Linked DNA regions of Acanthopagrus latus: all the other regions are linked to region 3. The links are chromatin contacts, called in public Hi-C maps. All regions are on one chromosome and are shown on one strand. The core of a region is the stretch at or near the end of the contact, and the rest is flanking DNA. Distances in the headings are between cores, read along the strand shown. Region 1 holds the start of LOC119008904 (matrix metalloproteinase-16-like). Region 2 holds the start of LOC119009006 (proteasome maturation protein). Region 3 holds the start of LOC119008686 (cyclic nucleotide-gated cation channel beta-3-like).

What was found. A called contact is a pair of places that touch in the nucleus more often than the background predicts.
Region 1: a Hi-C map of muscle shows a contact between it and region 3, with 3 times the contacts expected there. The contact joins the promoter of LOC119008904 here to the promoter of LOC119008686 in region 3. A contact is called at or near these places in 3 of 4 Hi-C or Micro-C datasets (liver and muscle).
Region 2: a Hi-C map of muscle shows a contact between it and region 3, with 5 times the contacts expected there. The contact joins the promoter of LOC119009006 here to the promoter of LOC119008686 in region 3. A contact is called at or near these places in 4 of 4 Hi-C or Micro-C datasets (liver and muscle).

Annotation. Positions count from the first base shown.
Region 1 is chr19:9,047,259-9,050,533 of fAcaLat1.1, reverse strand. LOC119008904 (matrix metalloproteinase-16-like) reads left to right here and starts at 1,849. Exons shown (of 11, transcript XM_037079631.1): 1 at 1,849-1,974. The coding sequence starts at 1,849.
Region 2 is chr19:9,117,685-9,121,023 of fAcaLat1.1, reverse strand. It overlaps LOC119009006 (proteasome maturation protein), which reads left to right and starts at 1,532. Exons shown (of 6, transcript XM_037079850.1): 1 at 1,532-1,679; 2 at 1,994-2,091; 3 at 2,984-3,044; 4 at 3,210-3,311. The coding sequence starts at 1,602. LOC119009007 (cytidine deaminase-like) reads left to right here. Exons shown (of 5, transcript XM_037079851.1): 3 at 10-121; 4 at 301-358; 5 at 478-737. The coding sequence ends at 612. trnac-gca (a tRNA gene) reads right to left here and starts at 1,404; the gene lies at 1,333-1,404. It overlaps LOC119009008 (a long non-coding RNA gene), which reads right to left and starts at 1,986. Exons shown (of 2, transcript XR_005071603.1): 1 at 1,785-1,986; 2 at 406-573.
Region 3 is chr19:8,871,053-8,874,273 of fAcaLat1.1, reverse strand. It overlaps LOC119008686 (cyclic nucleotide-gated cation channel beta-3-like), which reads left to right and starts at 1,529. Exons shown (of 17, transcript XM_037079281.1): 1 at 1,529-2,163; 2 at 2,737-2,791. The coding sequence starts at 1,999.

The DNA.
Region 1 (3,275 bases), core at 600-3,099, 180 kb before region 3:
CAGTGAATCTTTCTTTTTATTAATAGCCCTGCCATGAATTACTGTGAGCATGATCATGTGCGCTTTTGACATTATAGTGTGACAGTGTGTCCCGCAGCGAAAAATGAGACTCGCAGGTGACTCAGGGGTCAAAGCGATCGCTGCGATAAACAGTTGCGGTCCCGACCGCGGCGCTGCGGATGCTCTTCAAAAACTTCAAACGGGAGTTTTCCATTCAGTGCGATCGGTGAGAATTCCTCGGAGGAAAGCGGTGAGGCGCGTGCAAATTGAAACCTCATCAATGGGCTAATGGTGCGGCTCACCTAACTCTCATTTGGCACGCGCACTCATTCACACACAAATCATTGATGGGGCTCTTAAGATCTCACCCTTCTCTATTATCTGGGATTACAGAGAAAGCTTTTTTTTTAGTAGATTCAGGATTTGTGTGTATTATCAGTGAGCCATAAGTCAATGAATCATGTATTGCTCTTTACACAGGCAACATAACTTACGTAACATATCTTAATACCAGTGTGTGAGACGTACAACTGAAAGATTATGCTCTGTACATGTAAAGATGATAAGACCTCGGTGCCCTGAACGCATCATTTATTCTACGGTAAGTGCAGTGACCACGGACGGCATCATCGTCATCTGCTGCAAACAGCGCTGACACCCGGATGACCCTTCAGGGTACCATGGAAGACTCACTCCCAGCACACTGAGGGCTGAAAGAGGCACTGGGCCTTTCAGTGCCCTCTAGTGGCGCTGATGGACTCCTGAAATAAAACAACAGTAAATAAAAAACCCCACACACAGGGCAGGAAAACAGTGACACTACATGCAGCTGTGCGTTGGAGGACAGAAAGAAGAACAATAGCAATTCAAAAACATCAGAAACTCACAAGGGACAACATAAGGCATCGTTATTCTTCGTTCTTATGTAGCTAGTTTGATTTATAGTGTTTTTTTATGCAACTTATTGAGGCATTAATGTCAATGAAAGGGTAATTTAACTTAATTAAACCAATGCTTCAGCAATTACACTAATTTTCAGTTGATAAATATACCACTAATAAGCCATATGTTAGTCTTGTAAAACCCTTAACATGTAATGTGTTTAATGGGGACAGCAAATAACAGCAAAAGCATTAGCTCCGCTCAGCTCATATCTCTACCTGTATGGTCACAAGCTTTCTTTGGATTCTGGTAAAGTGAGCGCGTCCTGTTTCCAAAAGAAGAGTCGCACAATGTCATGATGAAGAGTTTAGTTACAAGACCAAGTAGGCTATAATGAACGGACTGGGGGGGGATTAAAACAGCAAGCCCGAAGCTCATGAAAAACAGCTCACCCGTGGCTGTGAGTGCTGAGGACTGTGTTTGTAGCAGGATCTGCATCGGGGCGCGGGATTTTGGGAAGGGAGGGGGGGTGCTCGTGCCAGCGCGCACATGCGCACTCGGTGGGAAACAACGGTTGAAAACGGGCAGCTATGCCGCGCGGCGCAGAAAACGAGCCGGACGCGTCCGCTTGGAACAACGGCCGGTGTAGCGGAGGACTCACCCGGGGACTGCGGGACCGGGAGGCTGCTGACAGGCACTAACGGCGACTCTTTCCCCGGGGATAACCTCCCTCCTGAGAGCGGCGGGGCGAGCGGTCGACGAATCCGCTCCTTCTCCCCCTCTCCTCTCCTCTCCTGTCCTCTCCTCCTGCTCTCCTCTCCTCTGCCTTCGGCTCCGCCAGAGAGACACGCACCGAGACAGCCGGCTATGTCGCTGCTAAACGTGTAGGATTTATCCCCGTTGTCCGTCTGTTCGTGCCGACTGTAAATAAAACTGAGACGCTAAGCGACCACGGCGGGGTTCACTATGGTTCTGTCGGCGCTCCGAAGGAGGAGATGTCTCAGTAGCTGCTGTATGGGGACGTTATGCTTGCAGTTGTTGCTGTGGATTTTATGCGCCGTGAACGGAGAGGAGCAGCCGTTCAGCGTGGAGGTAAGAGCCGGGACCGTTATTTGTTGTCCCCCCTCTTTTACTGCTAATATCCTATCTCGTCTTCCTTCAGGAGAATAATGTGCCTCAGCCACATTGCAGCCCATGTTGTGGCCCCGTGGTGTGATGTTTTAACCAACAACAGGGTCTTTGTTGGGCTGGGAGATGCCCAGCTGGGTCGCACCTCCATCCCTCCTTTTTCCTCCACTTTTTGAATTCTCTCTGGAGGAATCTCTTTCTCTTCCCACCACTGGCTTGTGTTTGTTTGTGTGTTCTAAAAACCGACCAACATTTAAGCTAAGAAAAACAAGGAGTTGCTTATTTTCACTATAATTTGATTTACAAAATAAATAGATAAATAAATAAATAAGAAAATGTCCCTAGTAGACATCAGCGAGAACTGGTTTAATTTTAGTCAACTGTAATGCTGTTATCTCCCCCCCTTGCAAAAGCCCACATGCCCGTGTAATTCAATACAAAGTCAACAGAGAAATCATCTGTCAGTGGGGCAAACACTTGGGCAGGTCTCTGTGTCTCAGGGAGTTTTTAAGACCGAACATGAGAGCCTCCACTACAGAGCGTTCAGATAGTATCACTTGGTGCCTTTTTCTTATATGAAATGCAGCACATGCTCTGAGGCTAAACTCTCCAGAAAGAGATCTGATGGGTTCACAAGCAACAATGTGGGCAGTGAGATGAGATTTTAACTAAGGGAGGAAAAAAAGGTTTTCTTTTCAAAGGGAGCTTTTATTCCCATCTGATATCTCGACTTAATGGATTGTTAAAAGCCTTCAGGCTACAAGTGTTGCGCCAATAAACTTTAACACTCAATCAGCCTTTAAAGAGAATCGATGTTTATTCCCTTTGACTTTTCTTCCTGTCAAGAGCTAATGCGAGCGGACCCTAATTTGCGTTTTTTTTTCTTTTTTTTTTTTATATCAAGGGCACATCCGTCCACTTTACGCCCTTTTATTATTTTCGACAGCAAAGATGCTGTTGAGCCACAGTTGATTGGGCTATCATAAAGTGTGACACTGCCAGCCCCCTCGCCTGTCTCTCACACTTGGCTGAACACACACACACACACACAAAACACACAACACAGGAACATCCTGGCATGTCTACTGACAGTCATTTAAGTCCTACATCCACATTTCCACATGATTTGCAAGCTTGGCATGCCGCGCTGTTCCCTTTGGAGAGGCAGGGAGCAGATTCAGTCCAGATGCTACAGGTTATTCAGTTAGAATGTGCAGGCTCACATGACGGAAAGAGGAAGAAAGTTAGAGAAAAAAAAAAAAAGG
Region 2 (3,339 bases), core at 283-2,782, 250 kb before region 3:
TCTTGACAGGTTGCAATGTTGAGAATGCGTGCTTCTACCTCGGCCTGTGTGCAGAGAGGACTGCTATAAACAAGGCTGTTTCTGAGGGTCACAGGAAATTTAAGGCTATTGCTGTTTCCAGGTACCATATGTATATATACGTGTTTTTAATTTGGGCTTAATGTGTTTGGTGATTGTGAAGATTCACACTTCGGATTTGAATTCTACTTTCACAGAGATGTCTTTAATAAAGCGGCATGCGTGTGACATTTGCTGCTGAGAGAGAGACCAGACTTTAATTCATCTGATTTCTCCCTGCAGTGATCTTGAGGACCGGGTGATCCCTCCTTGTGGAGCCTGCCGACAGGTCATCAGGGAGGTATTGCAGTTCCGCACATTATCCAGCATTTAAAAGCAATCATAAAACCGGTCTTATTTTTGTTTTATAGCAGAGCAATTTATTTTTCAATCTTTAAAATCTCATCGCTCTCCTCATAGTTTGGAGACATCCCCGTCTTCATGACCAAGGTGGATGGATCCTACACCATGATGACACTGGAGGAGCTGCTTCCTCTCTCATGGGGCGCTGAGTACCTGAAGAAACAGGAGACAGACTCCCTGAAGAGAAACTGAACAGGATTCAAGGATCTGATTGATTGATTTCACTCATAACTTCAGCGTTGTGTTTTCTCTCAATCCTGTTTTTTAAGCATTGTGTCTTCAAAAGTTGTATCAGACACTATGTTGGATTATTATACTCATAAAATAAATATATTCTAAACCTGATGATAGTGTAACCTTTCTCATTTCTTATCAAGAAAGAAAAGAAATAACATTTGCATGCTGACAAATAATGTGGGGGGATCATAGACTAGACTCTAGTACAACTGAATTGCCAGATCATTTAAACCAGTAAGAAACCATTCTTTCAAAAAAGAGGTTTTACACATATGTATGTGTATATACATACATACATACATACATACATACATACATACATACATACATATATATATATATATGTATATATATATATATATATATATATATATATATATATATATATATATATATACATATATATATATATATATATATATATATATATATAGAGAGAGAGAGAGAGAGAGAGAGAGTCATTTTTATTTCTATACATTAAAATTTCACCATTTAAACAAATGTTCACAGCATGATTGATGGTCATAATTCTGTGTTTTAAAACTATGTAGAACTCCTGTCAAGGGTGCAATCTGTATGAGACAATATACCAAATTCGTGGAAATTTGGACGTTAAAGCATTTGCATTTTTGTAAATATCAAATAAACTACCTTCTACGTATCATTCTTAAAAAGAGGGGGCACCCGGATTTGAACCGGGGACCTCTTGATCTGCAGTCAAATGCTCTACCACTGAGCTATACCCCCGTACAACAGTCAGTCAGCAGGTCCAATCTACAAAGCTAACTATGACCTGTGTTAATGTTGAGAAGTGTGAAAAGCCAGTCGGTGTCGTGACGTCCGAAGTGGTTAAAATCAACCCAACCACACACACAGTGATAGGATCTGTGCCACTGTGTCCTGTTTTTAAAAACCAAATTATAAACGTTACCGGCTTACGCCGGATGTGTCGTCATGAAAACGCGTCTCAACCGGATGTTGCAGTGTATCGAAAGGAAAGTGGAAAAAACGGAATCAATATGGTATGGAAGCGGTCTTTTCCCATTTATTATAATTTATCGTGCCCAAACCACAGTAGTTAGTGCGACATCGTTGCCTGCATTTAAACGCATATTCATTTCACGTACCTGTACATTTGTCTTTTGCCTTTGTGTCCTCGGAAATCCATTAGTCGCGAATTTGATTAGTCACTCGAGCTAATGCTAGTTAGCGCTTAGCCATGATGCTCCTTAACTTGCTCGCAGAGGGTTGAAGAGGTGGTTTGAGCTCTCTGCGTCTGTAAACGAAATGTCAGCAATTGTAAACGGTGGACGTGTGTGGTTTGTGTTTGTCACAGGACACTCGAGGACTCCGCTCTCAGCTCAAAGACAGTGTCCCTGTGGCAGGCTTATGTCCACACGGGGCTTACGGAGTGCAGGACTCTCTGCGTAGCGGGTAAGACACAATCAATAATCTGAATTTACTATATATGTAACCAATGAGATTTCTCAATGTCTGTTTCAGTGTTAATTGTCTTACTTTTAAGGGGGAACTATGGAGTTTCTCAGTAGAAATTCAAACTGAGACTTTTAATATTTACATTATTAAAGAGGTATTAATTATTTACAACAATCTCGTCTCAAAGGAAAATAAGGTCACCAGAACACTCCTTGGAGCTAGAAAGGTGGCAGGGTCCGCCACTTATAAACACAGTCAAACAGTATGAAACTCTGTTGTCTTTCAAGGCCAGTTGGTTTATTTAGTCACTAAAATAGTTTGTTCATTCTTTCTCCCAAACTATATAGTGCTCCTTCTTAACAAACATAGACTAATCAATCCATGTAGAAAATATATACCACTGCTTCCAAAGAAATTCCAGGACAAAAAGAAAAATAAATATGTTTAAGGTAATTCACAAATCATCATTATTTGCCTGAAAATTAATTGTTCAGGCAATGTTATAAACATATACACTACATACAGTATATACTGTGCAATGTTACAAATTAATAAAACTGCTAGATATTTGGTTTGAGAGTGACTATCTGCATAAGAGAGAGCAACATGTAGAAAGTATTTTTACAGACACAACCAATTAGCCTGAACATTTACTTGTAATGACTTGGTGTAGTTGGTGTGTGACAGCTGCCGTAACAGTTGGGTGTTTTTAAGTCCGAGTTTGTCTAATTGTTGACCTCAGACAGGCATGCATCATATTTAGCGCCTACTTGCTCTCTAAATTGGCCCTCAGTCATGAAAACTTTGGACAACCCCTGTCATAGATTTTTACAGATGTAAATGATGCTCCTTTTCACCTGCTTGTTGCATTTCTTCTCTCCCCAACCAGCTTTTCCAGTGTAAAGAATGAGCTCCTACCGAGCCACTCGCTGGAGCTGTCAGAAAAAAATGTGAGTAATCTGAATTGTAAGAGATGAGCTAAGTTCAAACATATTTGGTTGAAGCAGATCATTAGCCGAGACTCCGCTTAACCCCACCTAAATCAGAGTGGACAGCATGTGGATACGTGGAAATAATCCCTTTTTTGTCCCTGTTACTGTTTCTGTGGTTTGCAGTTCCAGCTGAACAAGGACAAGATGAATTTCTCTACTCTCAGAAACATTCAGGGTCTTCATGCTCCCCTCAAACTGCAGATGGAGTACAGGGCAGCTAGACAGGTAACTGCATGTCTTTCTAAGCCAAATC
Region 3 (3,221 bases), core at 280-2,779:
TATGGCATTGTTAAAGCGGTAATCATTGTGGCATTTGCCACTATGATTACTCTGTGAATTGGCCTCCCTTGGTTCGGCTGTCTTATAATTTGCAGACCCCTGGTTGAGAGCTGCTCTGTATTACACCAATTAGAGCGATGAGTCATACGTCACCGGCCACCGGAGAATTCAGCCTCCTCCACTTTGTGCTATAAATTTACCTCCGGCTCTGCCACTGTCAGGGTCCATTGTCACTCTGCCACTGACTGACAGCTGAAACTGTCAGCTGCCTGCTTCCTGGGGTCAGGGCGGTGCGGCGAAGAGTGAGAGCAGGTGAAGGATCAGGGTTCAGTCCGGCATTATATTACAAATGCACTCAATCACCTCCTTTAAACAAATTTTTCTTCTATTCCACGTGAGTCATGTGCAGTCTGAACATTTTGAGTACACTAAAGGATTTTCTTCCCCTTTGCCTCACTGCACAGCAAGTACAACAAAAAAACAAGACACGCATCTTGCTCTTTTGCAGCAATGTCAGGGCCTGGGCCCAACCCCCAAGGCTTAATTAGATTAATGGAAGAGATGGAGAGGATCTAATGACCTATCTCCCTGCATCACTGGACAGCCGAAAGATGGAGAGCCTCGAAAAAGTGCATCGGCACTCGCCTGCCTCCCTCCTGCAAGCCCCCCCTCCCCTCCTCTCCTGTGCCACAGACAAGTCAATGGTCCTTGAGAACGCTCAGAGATACATTACACGAAGCCCACGGCTGAGTCGAGCCCCGTCTGCGTCACCGTGGCATTTCGCCGGTCGTCCCCCAGCGTGACAAGAGGAATGGTACAGCAGAATATGGGCCGAGTGGGTGGGCGATGGTGGTGTAATTTTATTCTGAACGTCAAGCGAGTGCGTGAGTGTCTCACTGAGATAAGGGCTAAATGAGAACAGGGAAATATGCAAAGATAATGAAAATGACAATGGAGAGAGATTGATGAGTGAAAATAGCCTCGCTTATAGCTTCCTCTTATGTATATCATGCTGATTATGAAGTCAGCTCGATGTGTTCTTCATGTGAGGTGTAATGGTGTGTACAGGCACTGTAGGCTACTGCAAAGGTAAAAAAAACATATGCGGGCTTTTCAAACTTTGCTCAACTTTCCAGATTTTAAAGCCATTGTGTAGCCCATTTCTACAAGTGGTGTAAGGTGGAGCCATTTTAGGCATATACACAAGGACAAACATGCGCACAGTAATACAGGATCTAGATTCCACTTTTTAATGTTTTCAAAATCATCTACCATAAAACCTGAATGTTTCTAAGAGGAAACAAGCCTTCCAGACACCACTGCAATGAAGAAGAATATTAATATGCCCGTGTCCTCACCTGTAAGGATGCTAATTACTACTTAAAACATCCCAGAGGGCCCTGGGATTGGTGGTCCCTCTCTAAATTTGTAGAAGGCCTTGCAATTATTAAAGAATACTACAAAACCTGGTGCCTACATTACCCACAATGCATCTTTGCCAGTGGGTGACATCAGTTGAGGCAGTTTATCAGATTACATGCCGCTTCCTCTGGAGCCACAAAAGGTTTACACTTCAATATGTAAAAATGGTGGCGTTACCCTTTAAAATCCTAACAGTTTAACTAGCTGGATTAACTCTGATCTCTAACTTGACCATGTATTTTCCCCTCGGTATACCACATTATATCTCCCTCAGGGCACAGGCGTCATTCTGACAGTGTGACATCAGTGTGTTTATTAGTGTTTGACTGTAAGTGTAATGGTTAAAGCCGTCCTTGGGTGTCTCAGCCCTGCCTGTGGTCACCTATAAGCCTATTGGGATCTTATATGAGATGGTGATGGGCTTAGATGTCACTGGTGGTGGTGGGGGCTGTCCTCCGTGCAAGAGCATTAGTGGAGCTATAAGCAGTCATAGCAGTGGGATCTCTCAGCTCCTTAGGAGTCGGTACATTCTCTGCCAAGTCACTTGCAAACAGATGCACCTGTAGGTTTGTGGACATGTTCGGCAAGTTTAAGGGCCTTTTCAGTGGCCCGCAGCCACCGGCAGCTTCAGGGACCCCCAAAGCATCACCTGCCCCTGCCCCTGCCCCTGCCCCTGCCCCTGCCCCGGCCCCGGCTCCGGCTCCGGCTCCACCTCCTGCTCCAGCTCCAGCTCCAGCCAAGGTAAGATTTGTTTTGGAGCCAGAAAAAAACATGCTGTATACTCATTTTAAGATATTGTTATTCCAATCTCAAAGGGTTTTGGATTGTCCTGCGATGCTCTTACAAGTTTTCAAAACCTTCATATTGTTCATCAGCATGTGGCAGTAACAGCAGCCAAGACCGAAATCAAGCATGACCGCAGAAAATTAAAGCGCTGCATCCGGCCTGTAATACAGCGAGTTTGGTCACATTTGTTTCTTCCGAGATCACAGCAGAGGCTTCTTATCTGCTCCTCCATCCATTCAATTTGCTTAGCGCTCTTGCCAACAAAAAGAATCAAATGAAATTGTTTCATTACGCGGACCTCATTGAGATCACTCGTTACCCAACGGGCACGTTTGAGTTCTATTCATCTCCAACGGAGCCTGTTTTTAAAAGAGTCTATCATCAGGCAGGGGAGCCATTTGTCAAATGCTAAATTCAGTGTTATTAAAAAACATGCTCCCTAAATTAAAACGTCTCTCTGTAATGGCCGCGGTTTGACTAATGAAGCCAAGTGTCTGACTTTGTGGGAAATGTTGATTTGTGTTGCAGGAGGAGAAGCCAGCTAATAAGGAGAATGAGGCCAAGACGGTGGACAAGCCGCAGGGTAAGTCATCGCTCATTTGGGGAAACATTTAGAAGTGAAATTACTGGATGTCCCTTTGTGTTTGGCAGGGGTTTCTCTGTGATGACCGGCCTCTACCTCTGCTTAAAGCTCCAGTGTTCCAGACAGACAGAGTCGCAGCAAGTTGGGGAATATGTCATTTGTAGTTTTTCTCATGAAGCTTCAAATGGACGTAACAACCTTTGTGCGCATCTCTTAGGCGGAGATATTGATCAAGACGAAAATCATGTCATTAAGACAACAAAGAGGTGCATGAGTGACATAAACTGCCCGTTGACAGCTTATCGATATGAAGACTTCTAGGTCTGGACCACTTTTTCTTCAGCTTATTGTCCGTCCAGATGTCTTTGTGCCTGCTGTCTGAGGGTCAAAATTGAAATCCAGCCACCTGTTGATCACGTTGCTCTCGGTT